2 separate regions of the Mus musculus genome follow, and region 2 is linked to region 1. The links are chromatin contacts, called in public HiChIP or PLAC-seq maps. All regions are on one chromosome and are shown on one strand. Each heading gives the region's core, a stretch centred on a gene start, on an enhancer-like site or on the middle of the called end of the contact. The rest is flanking DNA. Distances are from core to core; before and after follow the strand shown. Region 1 has its middle 14 kb from the start of Ackr3. Region 2 overlaps Gm41917 (a long non-coding RNA gene).

Evidence for each region. HiChIP or PLAC-seq counts read pairs in DNA pulled down with a chosen protein or histone mark.
Region 2: a contact with region 1 is called in an H3K4me3 HiChIP or PLAC-seq map of embryonic basal ganglia, with 5 times the contacts expected there. The contact joins two enhancer-like sites. A contact is called at or near these places in 3 of 484 Hi-C or Micro-C datasets (all in embryonic stem cells) and 2 of 115 datasets of contacts at active chromatin or transcription factors (embryonic basal ganglia and embryonic stem cells).

What each region holds. Positions count from the first base shown.
Region 1 is chr1:90,186,713-90,193,897 of GRCm38.p6, reverse strand. No RefSeq gene overlaps it. Among named protein-coding and RNA genes, the nearest start is that of Ackr3, 14 kb to the left of the region's middle. Within about 2 kb of position 4,622, at least 6 of the 459 cell types and tissues checked have an H3K27ac peak or open chromatin away from gene starts, as enhancers often do. A contact at or near this core is called in embryonic basal ganglia, where this site is marked.
Region 2 is chr1:90,559,166-90,566,087 of GRCm38.p6, reverse strand. All of the region lies in intron 2 of Gm41917 (a long non-coding RNA gene), which reads left to right. Among named protein-coding and RNA genes, the nearest start is that of Gm35141, 15 kb to the right of the region's middle. Within about 2 kb of position 4,962, at least 10 of the 459 cell types and tissues checked have an H3K27ac peak or open chromatin away from gene starts, as enhancers often do. A contact at or near this core is called in embryonic basal ganglia, where this site is marked.

The DNA of each region.
Region 1 (7,185 bases), core at 3,373-5,872:
TTCCATCCCTTTGACTTTAAAATCATCACAAGCCTACAGAAAAGTTTCTGGTAAAGAAAAAGGGATTTTTTTTTTCAATGAACCATTTGCCCTGGCATAGCAACCCTGTGTTTTTCTCTACTTCTGTGCTATTTGTCTCACACAGGGATGCCCTCATCATGCTGACATGGCCACCACAGTCACCATGAGAATGATGACACCCTCCACCTCAAGTAACCAAGCCCCACTGGGTTTTGGTGGGCTCTTTTGTTGTTTTGTTTTTAATTCGTGTGTGTGTGTGTGTGTGTGTGTGTGTGTGTGTGTGTATGAGAGAGAGGGAGGGAGGGGAAGGAGGAGAGGAGAAGGAGGGGGAGGGAAGTGGGAGAGGGAGGGGGAGGGGGAGAGGGAGAGGGAGAGGGAGGGGGAGGGGGAGAGGGAGAGAAGCACCTGCAGAGGCCAGAAGAGGGCGCCAGATCCCCCAAAGCTGATGTTACAGTAGGTTGGCAACTGCTGGGAACCGAACTCAGGACCTCTGGAAGAACAGCAAGTGTTCCTAATCTCTGAGCCATTTCTCCAGTTCCCCAACTGGGTTTTTTTTTTTTTAATTATCCCAGGGATATTTTGTTTTTTTAAAGAGAGAAAAGCTCCTTGTGATCACAGGTCCGCCCTCGCCCGGTCTTCAGTCTTCAACCTGGCTCTGATCTTCAATATTCCATAGCTTTCAGCAACAACTGCTGACACATTCGGTGGGACTGGCTGGTTCTTGTGCTCACTACTTCATTTGGCATACGGTGGGTCCTTCTACAAGTGCAGCCCACACACCACAGAAGTGACAGTGTACTCTCTTCCTGCAGCCCACTAAGCATGAATACTGTCAACATGTTCCCATTTGGACGCTCTTTTCTGTGGTCCCTTAAGGAGGGTCCGCACCTTTCCTCTTCTCTCCTAACTGGAACACACTCTAAGTATCTCTCTCTTTCTCAACTTTAAGTTTGTTTATTTATTTGCTTATTGACATGCAGTTTCCTGTTTTATTTGGTGAGTTATTTAAAAACCCCCTCTCCAATTGCTGTATTCACTGAGCCAATAGGAGCTTCTTTTTTTTTTTTTAATTATTTCGTCATTCCTTGGATAGTTAATTGATGTCTGACATAAGAGTTGGTGTCTAAGGGGACAGCTATACCAGGCTCCTGTTAGCAAACACTTCTAGGCATCAGCAATGTTCATCTTGATGTTGCATTTAGTGGATAGAGGCCTGCTTAGGAGATTAATAAAGAACACCTGGGCATGTGTGAGAGGCCATTTCCAGGCATGAAAATTCAGTGTGGCCAGTTCTATCCCATAGTCAATTTCAATCTCTCTCTCTCTCTCTCTCTCTCTATATATATATATATATATATATATATTCTATATATAGCAATTCTTCTCTGCCACACCCTCCCTATAAAATGAAGCATCTGAACCATGAACCAAACTAAGTGATTCCTTAGTCAAACCTCAGTAAAGCAAAGCACCTAACGTCTGCAAAGAGGGTGCACTGGGCTCTTCGTGGGAATTAACTCTCAGCTTTGAATCCTCACACCTATGGTGATTTTCTAGCCTCCTCTACTGTGGATGCCCTAGAGAAAAGAACCTTTGTACTCACAGTAATAAAAGTTGTCATCTCCAGGTGTGAGAACAGGACAAGAAAAAAAAAAAAGTCTCACAATTTGCGTTCAGTTTTGAATCTCTCTTGGTGCCTCCACACCTCCAGAACCATCGGTGGAATCTACTGCAAATTTCCAGGTTGGTTGTGATGGTTAGCGTCATCGGCTCTGTAATGTTTTTTCTAACAGGCAGCCAACAGCATCTGCATTCAATAAGTTCAAATTCATTGGCCAATGACACCGGTGTCTCTGTGCTTTTGTTGTCCTTTTATTTTCCTACACAAGGAAATGTCAATCAAGCAACAATCTGCCCTTCACATCATTCCTGTAAGGTATTCTGTCACGGTGACATACCAGAGAAGTCAGTACTTCTCCCTTAAGTATCTCCACCATCTTTCTCCTCTAAGGCTGCAGGCAGCTGATGAGAGTGTCTACCTGATTAGCCTTAAGGCCAGGTAAGGACCGAGCCTGAAAAGCCCCATTTCTGTCATTGACGGTCACATAAGTAGTATTCACTTATGCGATTCTCTCTGTTGACACCTTGGAGGAGGGTTTTGAAGGTCTTCCTCATCCCTCAGGATCCCCAGCCTCTAGCAGGGAGGCTTGCCATGCTGCCCTGTCCCGGGAAGAGTCTATATAACCAGGAAGAAAGCGTGAGCATGCGCAGTTTATACTGGGCAGGGAGGCTGGGGGAGGAGCAGAGCAAAGACATTGCTAGATCAAAAATGTTGCTGGAGAGACAAAGCAGGTGTGTTTCAGACCGGAGTTGGCCTAGGAAGCTAGCTCTGTCCTGAGATCCAATTCCCAGCCATCCAGGGAAAGCAGCCCGGCACTGGGACATCCCAGCACGAGTTTGGCAACTGAATGAGAGCGAGGCTTTGGGATCTGGGCCTGCAGTGGAGGGGCCCATGAGGTTTGTTAACATGGGGCATTAGAAATCTCTTCCAGAGCTTGTTCTGTGAAGCTCTCTGGAGAGGTTTGGAGCTCACTGCAACATGGCCACAGATGTGTTTGTGTCTCAGATGGTTCTGTGGAGAGTATGTGGATCCTTGACCCCTCTCACTGTGCTGGGTGAGAACGGTGTTAAGTCAGAAGGAGGTGCCAAGGGTGGATACAAGAAGGAAGTCTTGCCTCCCTGTTGGGCACAGTAGCCCTGTGGGTTTTCACTGCACATGAGGCTCCTCCTTTGCCAGGGTCCTGGAGTCCCATAGCCTCAGCTTCTCCACAGCCAGGCAGGTTTAAGGAACTACCTCATCTAAAATGTAATTCCCCAGACCCATAAGATGTTCCCTGCTGTCCCATGAGCTCTGCCTTCTACATATCATCTGTATCTCACTCCTGGATGAGTCTTCCTCTCTGTGTGCCTCAGTCTTGGGGCCTGGCTCTTTTGCATCTATGAATCTCAGTTTCTCTCCAGTCTTTCTCTTACTGGTTAGTTCCTCATAACCTCCTTCTTGTTGCTGTCTTTTGAGTTGTTGGTGTGATCACGCACAGAACAAAACCCAAGGCCTCAAATCTGCTAGGCAAGCATTCCATCAGTGAGACACACCCAACCCCTCAAAACTGACAGACGCTGCCTGCTCCGGTGCCTTGCTTGGAGTCTGTCTCCCGCTGACTGGCCCTCTTTAGTCTAAGCACCTCTTTGCTCCTGCCGCCCCGACCCTTCCCACTCAGAACTCATCACCCTCAGGGGTCCACGAAGGCCTTGTTCAGATCTGCTGGCACTGGCTGAACCATGCTTTCTGCTACAGTTATCCGTGTGACATGTGTAAAGGATTAATAACTCTCGATGTTTGGGGACCACATCTTACTTTTGTTTTCCCAGAATAGAGAGGGGTCGAGTTCTGCAGTGATGGGGCACAGCTGAGCTGTGGGGTTCCCTGTGGTGCTGTATCCTTGTGACCTCCCATCTGGGACCCTAAATGACTGTGGCACAGTTGCAGGTGTGAAGCGGGCTCTGAACAAAGCCATGCTTTGAGGGGCTGGATGAATAACATCGCAAGACAAATGGCTCCAGATGCCTAGAACAGGTGGGGTGGAGCCATGAAAACATTACCTAAAAGGACACGCTGTTTCCTCAGCCTTTCTCTTCCAGATCTCTTTCCTACACCAGATGTGTGCCAACCAACCTTGGTCCCACAAGCCCACATTACTGTTCAAAGCTATAAGTTCAGACTGCAGGCACTGAGCTGGGTGCCCTCCCAGGCTGGAACTTTTATGCACCTAGGATGCAATGAGCTGGCAGCTGGATGTGCTTCTGGCCCCTCCCACAACATGAGGCGTGCCCTTCCTGAGCTCCAGCGAGGTTCCTCTGTATCTGATCTCTTAAGACACTCAACCCTCCAACCACCACAAGCTGGCCATCCAGCTCAGCCTGTGACCCTGTTGCCCTGTGTGCTCTTTCTCTTTCTGGATCTTCTTTCTCAGCCTCTCTACCTTTGCTGCTTTATGTAAAATTCAAAACACGCTAAGGGTAAGCATGCTGAAACTCAACGGTGTGGTGTTTCCTTTAGAGTGGGCAGGTTGGGTCTCCTGAACTTTGCAGTGACCTGCGAGTCTTAGCTCTGGTGGCTGCCTCTCCTTGCATCCCTTTGATTGATGGTACTGTGTGTTAACTTTACACTGTTTCTAAGGGCATCCCTACAAACGCATCTATGTGAGCAAATGTACTGATCACATGACCACCATCCCTGTGTGGCCTCGATGTATTTGGATCCTCTAGCTATCAACAAAAGCAAGATTTCACTATGTCTCCCCGATAAAACTTCCCCTACCCATCCTCCCAACCCCCTCTGACCGGGAGAGAGGAAGGCTGGAAGGAAACGCATCTTAAAGGACCTCGATGGCAGTTTCTTCAGCTTGGCCTTTACCGCTGTCCCCAAAATTCCCCCTGCCAACTAATGAGCTCCAGATAAATGACAGTTCTTTCTCTGTCCGCAGTGTCCATTCTCTCCTGTGGCCTTCATACACAATCCCAAGGACACACTGGCAAGTCCTGGCCCATTGACCTGGCAGGGAGGTCCTCCCCCCCACTTCTCCATCTCTTTTCAGGAGCTCACAATACAAATTTGCATCCTAAAAGATCCTCTCCATTCTGCCCTGGAAAATGCCAGGCTCTGCTGCGGACATGTGTCAAAACTCTGAATTGCTATGAGATGGCAGATCCAGGGAGAGCATTGCGTGATTGCATGGCGTGTGTGTTAGGGGAGGGGTGGACCATGTTTCAATTAATTTGCAGATGTGAAAGAAGATACAAGGCCAGAGCATAGATTCGAACACATAGCCAGTCCCAAGCGTAGCATCCGGAGCATGGTGGGAGATTGTCCCCTCCAACCCCAACCTGGAGCTGTGGCTGTTGGCCTCCCTGAGCCAGGGTAGAGATAACAGCTGTGGGGCCAGCTGAGGGTCCCAACTGCAAGATCGGGAAAACAGAGGAAACAGACTGACCAGCAGAACCAGGCCTCGGAGGGCTAGGCTGCGCTATCAGTCAGAGTCGGCTGGCACTGGAAATGACTGGGCATAGTTCTCAGCAGCCCAAGGCACGTTTTGCTGCTACAAACCCTCCACTTGGCCTTGCAGAGACTCTCATACTGGATCAGAAGAGGGACAAGTGACGAGGCAGGATGGCACCCACTTGCATGCTAGTATCGGTTAGTGCATGAGCCTGCTGCTTCCTGGTTTTGCTTCCCACAGACAAGGGTTGAACCAAGGACCCCTATCATGCTAGCTACCCAGGATCCCTCATGGTGCATGTCCCTGCCTGGTTCCGTATGCCTCTGGGTATCACGGACCAGCACTTCCTGCGTGCTTACAGAAGCATCTAGAGTTTGTTTTCTTTGCTACAACCAGACTGGCCTGGAAGCAGATGCCCCAGGTCAAAAGCACAGCGGGGACCTGGAAGTGGCCAAGTGAGAAGGGATGTGAGATGCAGGGCTGGTGGCGTGAGAAACCAGACTCCTGTCTGTGGCTGGCACATAGAAGGTGCCCTGAGTTTCAAGAGGCTAACATAGAAGTAAGGCAATATCATATCACCCAATAGTATCACCTTTGCCCTCAGATGGATGCAAGATGTGTATTTCCATCAGTGCTAAGAGAGGCTGGAAAACTGAGACAGGGCATCCAAAGAAAATAACGCCCCCAGAAGGGGAGAAAAAAGATAGTTCTATAACAGGGGTTGTCACCCAAGGGTGACATAAACTAAGAAGCAGGTTGGCTCTTACACACGTTCGCGACCGGCCAGGAAAGATGCAACAAACCGGAATCTTCTGCGGCAAAAGCTTTATTGCTTACATCTTCAGGAGCCAGAGAGCAAGAGAGCCAGAGAGCCAGAGAGCCAGCGAGCAAGAGAGAGAAAAAGAACAAGAAAGCAAGAGAGAGAATGGCAAAACCCCGTCCCTTTTAAGGAGAATTATCCTCCGCCTAGGACGTGTCACTCCCTGATTGGCTGCAGCCCATCGGCCGAGTTGTCGTCACGGGGAAGGCAGAGCACATGGGGTGGAGAACTACCCTTGGCACATGTGCAGATTATTTGTTTACCACTTAGAACACAGGATGTCAGCGCCATCTTGCAACGTTGAATGTGAGGGCGGCTCCCCACAGGTGGCCTCTCCCCAGGTGCCTCGTGGAGAGGTGTAAGCCATTCCTGCCTCTGCCCAGCAGGACATCTCTGCACAATGGTACATGACATAGTGAACAGCTTCATTATCAATGAAAAGAAGGACAGCCATACACTTGAAACAAGAGTCTATTCCGGAGCCCTGGCAACATCCCTGAAGAGGCTGTTAAATGTCCTTGTTTCACAGATGAAGAACCCCAAGTTCAAAATACTGCACGCCCTGTCTGCAGCCTAGCCTGAGCTTAGGGTTAAGTCAACCTCTGACCATCTTGGGAAGACTCAGATCCACCTGCTTATCCTGCCCAGAATTGAAGAGAGCTGTTGGCTCAGGCTGGGATAATAGCTTGGTCGGTAAAGTGCCTGCCTCGAAAGCATAAGGATCAGGGTTCTTCCACTGAACTCACATAAGGCTGGGTGGGGTACTGTGCTCTTGTGTTCCTAGAGCTGGCAAGGCCGGGACAGATAGGTTCTTAGAGCTCACTGGCCATCCAGCCTTACCTAATGGCCAAGCTCCAGGCCGATGAAAGACGTTATCATCACACAATGACAAGACAGATGGCATCTAAGGAAGGACAGCTAAGTTCACAGCTGTCAGGCACATACACGGTTGGTTGGTTGGTTGGTGGTGGTTGGTTTGTTTGGTTGGTTTTGTTTTGCACATGTTGGTTCTCCAGTTGTAACAGAATCCCTGGAAACTGAGAGGATTCCTTCACCCCAGCTCTGGAAAAGTACCCAGCCTGGCTAGTGCACGGAGCAAGAAATCTATCCTTATTCTGGCAGCAGGGTTCACTGGGTCCAGGCACAGCCCAAGGCAGAAAGGACGCCACCAGCTTTGCTCCCTCTTCACCATCACTGCATAGACTGGCCAGAGACAGACTTTCTCATGACCACGGGAACAGAGCAAAGCCAGAACCGGATTCCACCCTATGGCAATGTGGTTGGTGT
Region 2 (6,922 bases), core at 3,713-6,212, 370 kb before region 1:
AAACTTTGTAAACTCTCAGGGCAGGAAAGTGGCCGCCCCCAGCCTGAGGAGTACCAGCCCCAGACCCCTCCTCCATACCTCTCTGTCATAACTGGTGGTTTCCAGCCTCTATAACTGTCACAAGGTCATCTCCAGCCCCTCATCAGGACCCTCCCAGATTATGCTAATTTTAAGTAAAAAATCTGAACAAAAGCCACCAAGCCCTGAATTTTCCACAGAAACTTACCATTCTCTGAGCATGAAAGCCCACCAATGTTGGAGCAGGAAATCCCACCAATCTCTGAGTTTCCCCAAGTTCATGATTTAAAATCCCACCAGTCCTCACCCTGGAAAGCTTCACCCTAGAAAGTTCCACCACCACCCCAACTCCCCCCAACCCCTGCAAGAACCCCTATATAAGCACTGCCCTTTGTCCCATTCCCTGCTGTCTGCTCCCTCCAGTGAGTATAGGCAGCAACTCCTGGATTCTCTCTCCACACCCTGAACCCTTCAATAAATCTATTTCATGAGATTAGCTGTGTGGTATGACTCACTGAGAGAAGACAGAAAGTGATGTAGAGAAGACGAGAAGCAAAAAGAAGGAGCTGAGCTGTGGCTCCTGAGTTCCTCAGCTCAGCAGGGGATACTCTTCCCAGGGAGCTGCAACACCTCTCTCTGCTGGGGAGGCTTCCTCTTAGAGCTATGTGGTCCCTGGGCTCCTTTGTCTCAGGATGCCCATCCCTTGGGACACTATCCCCCCTCAGAGCTGCGTGGTTCCTGGGCTTCAGAGTCCCAGGACACCTTCCTATCCAAGCAAAAGGCCAACAGATGGAGCTGTGTGGGAGGTGATCTCCACAGCAGGTATGTAGTATGTCTTTGTAAGCCACTGATGAGAAATGTCTCACCTGAAACATATGTGTTCCCCAAAGACTAAAGACTAAGGAACTGTTATTCTGCATTTAATTGATTAAACCAAAGACTCCTACGCAGAATCTCTTTACATAACACAGAAAAACACATCATATGTAGTTATCACTTGAGCCCAAGTACTCGGGAGGACTATGATGGTTAGTTTTAACTGTCAACTTGCCACAGCCTAGAATCACTTAGCATTTCAATGAAGGGTTGTCTCTATCAGGTTGGCCTGGGGCATATCTGTGGGAATTGTCTTGATAATTGATGTAGGAAGACCCACTCCACTGTGGGTGGCATTATTCCCTAAACAGGGATTCCCAAGCTACATAAGAGTAGTGAAAGCTACGTGACAGCAAACCAACAAGCAGCAGGCAAGCATGCACTTATTTTTTTCTCTGCTCCTGACTGAGCTGTGATGTGCTTAGCTACTTGAATCCTTGCCTTGCCTTCCACTCAATAATAAAGTCTAATCTGGAGCTGAAACGCAAATAAACCACTTCTTCTCTAAATTGCTTTTTTCCCAAGATATGTGTTCACCGTTATAGACATGAAGTCAGAACAGGGATGTACTTAAATGGAAGGCAAGCATGGGTCCTTAGAATGTAGATTGTACTTGGAGCTCACATTGCTTATGGGACATCTTAAAAGAACAGAGCTCTGAATGTCTCACAGGTCCTGCCACTCACAGATCAACAACCATTGCTCTTGGTAGGGAATATCACAGCCTATTTGGCTCCATCCAAAGTAGAATTCTGCTGCTGCTGTTGCATATCTCCCCTCCATCATAACAATATGTTAAAAGAAGCAAACACTGCCCTTGAGTTGTCTGTTGTCGCTATGCCTCAATATAGTTAAAGTTGCCATTTTAAAATGGTAATTACATAGTATGTGAGCCAGACAGGAAACTGGCCACAGCTATGTTTTCAGCCTGTAACAGGGTACTGAGAACTGGACTTACCTTTGCTTGCTTTGGGCTCTAATTGGAGCTGAAGTCAGGATGTTGAGTCATGGCTGAGTGGAGGTGTTTTGGAGAGAAGTTCACACATGGAATTTCGAGCTGATAATTTACCTTGGTTTAGGGGCTATAGTTATACAGAGGGAGGTGTGGCCAGCAAATGCTTCTATCTGACCTCCACAAGAGTAGTTATTTATTGCAGGCATCACTGGGAAGAAAAAGCCTGTCCCTTGGAGTCATCGGAGGAGAACTCCCTAGATGTGCGAAGAGGAAGGAATGTATGGCTGACTTATTCTTTCATTCATTTACCAAGTATTTGGGACACATTGCTACATATATCCATGCTACACATAAGCCCCTGCATCCCAGAGTCTGAGTTTTCTAGCAGATGTAGTATAGAGAAAACAGATAGTAAGCAAAAAAGATCCTATCTAGAATGTGCCATGAGGAATGGTGAAAATGTGGCCAAGGGAAGAGAGGGCCATTTCAGCACAGTCAGCTGCAGGGAGTGATTCTGAGAGGCTGCGCAGAGGATAGCTGCAGGGAGTGAAAGAGTCGGCCACAGTCTCTGCAAGGGAGGAGTGGGTCAGGAAGAGGAAGCATCTCGTGCAAAGGCACTGAGGTGGTAGCAAGGTTCCAGGGTTATCTAAAGCTGCTTCCTCCTTCCCACTCTATCCTACATCCCACTCTCCTATTCTCCAACCGGCCCAGCTCTGCCAATATGATAAATACATTGAAAACAGCTCTGTTGAGGTATAATAGATATATAACTCCTGTTGCTATTTATTATCTATAAATGCAAAGAACAGAAGGATGCTCCTGCAGCAAAGGGCCATCATCTGGAGTTCAGATGTTCAGGCTGAGTATTGGAGCCAGGCATGATGAGGCTGGGGGAGCTTTCCTTTAGGGAGGAAGAGGGGGTAGGTGGGGTGGGAGATGCTGAGGTTCAGGCTGCTGTCAAAATCTTCTTTGCAGGAGGCAGGGATGGGCTCCAAGAGAAGGCAGTTGATGCTGGGTCAGTTGCAAGGGGAGAGTTTAACCCTCTCTTACTGTTTCTGTCTCCCCCGTTTCTGTTTCTCACCATCTCTGTGTCTGTCTCTCTGTGTCTCTGTGTGTGTGCGTGTGTGCATGTGTAAGTTAGAGATCAACACCAGGTGTCTTACTCAATCACTCTACACTTTTTTTTTTTTTTTTTTTTTTTTTTTGGAGACGGGGTCTCTCACTGACCCCTGTAGCTCATCAATGCAATGAAACTGAGTTTGCAACTAAGCCTCAAGGAATCATCCTCTTGTCTCTACTTCAACAGTTCCAGGATTCCAGGCTACACTGTTGCTTTGGTTACCTTTCTGTTGCTGGGATAAACATTATAACCAAAATCAACTTGAAGAGGAAAGGGTTTATTTGGCTCACACATCCCAACCCTGTCCATCCCTGAGGGAACTCAATGCAGGGACTGGTCAATACCTTGAGGGAATGGTGCTTATTGGTTTGCTCTTCCTTGGCTAGCTCAGTAGGCTTTCATATGTACCTCAGGAACACCTGCCCAGGGCTGTCACCAAGCACAGTGGTCTGTGCCCTCCCACACCAATCATCAATACAGGAAGTGCCTATAGGCTTGCCCATGGGCCAGTCTGGAGGAGACATTTTCTATTTCTCTTCTCTTCAGATTTCATTTTCTTTAATTTGTTTTTGGTATAATATTTTAATTAACTCATTAGGAATTTTATACACGTATACATTGTACTCGGGTCATACTCACCCCCTACTCCTTCTAATCCTCCAAGATACACCCCTACTTACTCACCTTCTTCCAACTTTGACTTTTTAAAACATATTTTAGTTGAGATAGCATAACATCAATGACCTCTTCCCTTTCTTCCTCCAGCTCCTCCCTGCTATTCTCCCCTGATCCCCTCCCAGGCCCCCACTCTTAAGTTGATAGCCTCTTTTCTTTTATTATATGTTATATATGTGCACACATGTATATATGTGTGTGCAAATACACACACATGTCCTGCTGAGTTTGTTTTTGCTAGTGGCATGTACATGGTTTCAATCCTGAACACTGCATTGAACAACCAATAAGGGATCTCGTCTCTGGGAGAAGCTATTTGTCTTCTCTGTTGTCATTGGCTGCCAATAGTTCTTTGTCTAGAGATGGGAATTTGTGAAATTTTCCTGCTTCTGTATTAACATGTCCATTGATATTGTGTTCCCAACAATCCATGATCCCTGCACTGTCCAAGTGTGGTTTTCTGTGATGGTCTGCATTTGCTGTAAAGAGAGGGCTTTTTGATGAGACCTGGTAACTACACCTCACTGAGGGTATAAAGAATTTTATTAATTGAATTTCCCTTGACTCTAGCTTGTGTCCAGTTGACATGAATCTAGCTAGCACAGCTCTGATGCCCGGCTTTTTCTGTGGATTCTCAGGATCCAAGCATAGATCCTCTGGCTTTCACAGCCAAGCACTTACCAACTGAGTCAAACCCCAAAGCCCTACTTTCCTTCCACACTCTTGAATTTGTTTACAAGTAATAACCTTTAAGGGCTTGTGGTGGTTTGAATATGCTTGGCCCATGGGAAGTGGCACTATTAGAAGGTGTGGCCTTATTGGAGAAGCCTTGTTAGAGGAAGTATGTCACTGAGGAGGTGGGACTCTGAGGTCTTTTATACATGCTCAAGTCTGGCCATTGTGACAAAGTCTCCTGGCTGCCTTCCAACTAAGATGTAGAACTCTTGGCTCTTTCAACCCCATGCCTGCCTGGATGCTGCCATGCTTCCTGCCATGATGATAATGGTCTGGACCTCTGAAAATGTAAGCCAGCCCCAGTTAAATGTTGTCCTTATAAGAGTTGCCCTGGTCACAGTGTCTCTTCACAGCAATAGAACCCTAAGTTGGGGCTTGTTATGCAAAGTACAGGGAGTTCTTAGTATTCAGAAATTACATTTCAAAGTTCCCATATATGTGCGTTTTCCTGGGAGATTCCATATCGATGTTTTTAAGGGGGTCTGTGTCCCTGAAGGCTCTGGGCCTGTTTATCTGCATGGGGCTGCTTGCCACTGCCAGGGAGACAATTAGTGTCTGGCACGGGTTCAGCCCCAGCTGCTTCCCTGGGGACTTTTGTGTTCTTGTTTGAATACCAAAAAGTTAAATTACCCACGTGCCTCTTTGTCCCACAGTCCCAGCTTCGTGGCCCTGAGCTGACATGTAATAAGTCTCTGAAAGAATCTAAGTAGAAAAGATCCACAAAGCAGTGTGCTGGAGCCTAACCTTGTCAAAATGCCCTGTGCAGACAGTAATGAAGGTAGCAACCATCTCAGAAAAACAAAGAGCCCACGCTTCAGGGACCTCCATATCCCGGGCTGAGCACATTCCCAGGACAGCGAGGAAGCTCAAATCTGTTTGCAAAGCATCCTTTCTGGCAATCTTTGGAGGAAAACCTTCCTTTGATAATGGGGGAGTTGGAAGACATGTAGAGGTGAGAAAACTCCAAATGATGTGAGGAACATCAACAACCCTTTCTGGAAGGGCCATAAGGGAAAGAAACATTGAGAATGGTAAGGGAACCAACCTAGAGATTTCATGTGCCATAAAAAGCGACCCTAATGCTCTCCAGGCTGGGGCTCATCTAACTCCTGTTGGTCCAGGTGGAGACCTGTCTGTCTTTCCTGGATCTTCTGAAAGCAGTGATGTGGCTTTGGGCATGACTAGTGCACCTCTGTGGGTCTTCAACTTTCCCTCCATAAAGGGCCTTCTGTGATCACAGTAAGGTCAGACAGGGATATGTAAGGTAGAGAGTGTCTTAGTCAGGGTTTCTATCCCTGCACAAACATCATGACCAATAAACAAGTTGGGGAGGAAAGGGTTTATTCAGCTTGTATTTCCAAATTGCTGTTCATCACTTAAGGAATTCAGGACTGAAACTCAAGCAGGTCAGGAAGCAGGAGCTGATGCAGAAGCCATGGAGGGATGTTCCTTACTGGCTTGCTTCCCCTGGCTTGTTCAGCCTGCTCTCTTATAGAACCCAAGACTACCAGCCCAGGGATGGTCCCACCCACAAGGGGCCTTTCCCCTCTTGATCACTAATTGAGAAAATGCCTTACAGCTGGATCTCATGGAGGCCTCTCCTCAACTGAAGCTCCTTTCTCTGTGATAACTCCAGCTTGTGTCAAGTTGACACAAAACCAGCCAGTACAGAGAGGTCTGTAGCATGCTTTATGGTCTTCCTTTATGCCATCCCCTAGCCATGAGGTGGACTCAGATGCTTTCTCCAATGCTGGCCTCTGCCTTTTAAGTAGCCTTCCTCTCCAAGGTGCATACCTGCCCAGCGAGGCACCATTTTTCCTTGTAAGTGAAGACAAGTCTTGAAGTCACATGGTTGGGTGCAGTCAACTCCTCCAGTAGTCTCTCTTTTCTGACACCTCATGGGCCAGCCTGGGGTCAGGACTGAATGTGGGCTCAGAGCAGAGCATGTTCCCACTCTAGGGCTACAGTACTGTCAGCCCTTTGATTAGAAACTGCATCTTAAATGTTGTGCCCTCAAGCTCTTGTTGCTTGACTCATGATCAGGGAGTGTACCCTTTCCTCACTCTCCACTGTTAATGAGGCTCGAGATTCCTACACATGGCTCGCTGATTTTTCCCCACCTTGCTCCTGGATGCCCTCTCCTACAGTACATCCTAATAAATAGCAGGGTTCTCTACTATCTCTCTACTATCTACTCTCCCATCTTCCTGTGGGCATAGAAAGTGATGCTTTCCTTCAGCCAAATATTTGAGCTCTTCTGCCCAGTGTCTGGGTTTCATCTAATGGTGATAGGATACTGGATTTCTCATCCCAGCTACCTTCCCATCAGCCTATTACTATCCCCTAAACTCCCTGCCTTTCCCTTCCCCCCACATACACCTTTCTGGCTTTGTTTGGTGTTGGACACTGCCTATCTCCTTTATGGTCCTCCCCCCTCATTTGAAATACGTAATGTGTTTGAGCAGATGACAGCTATGAGTTCCCTGTCATCACCACTGATCTTTATGCCGAATATCCCTAAGGTCTCTAAGTCCACTGCTCCA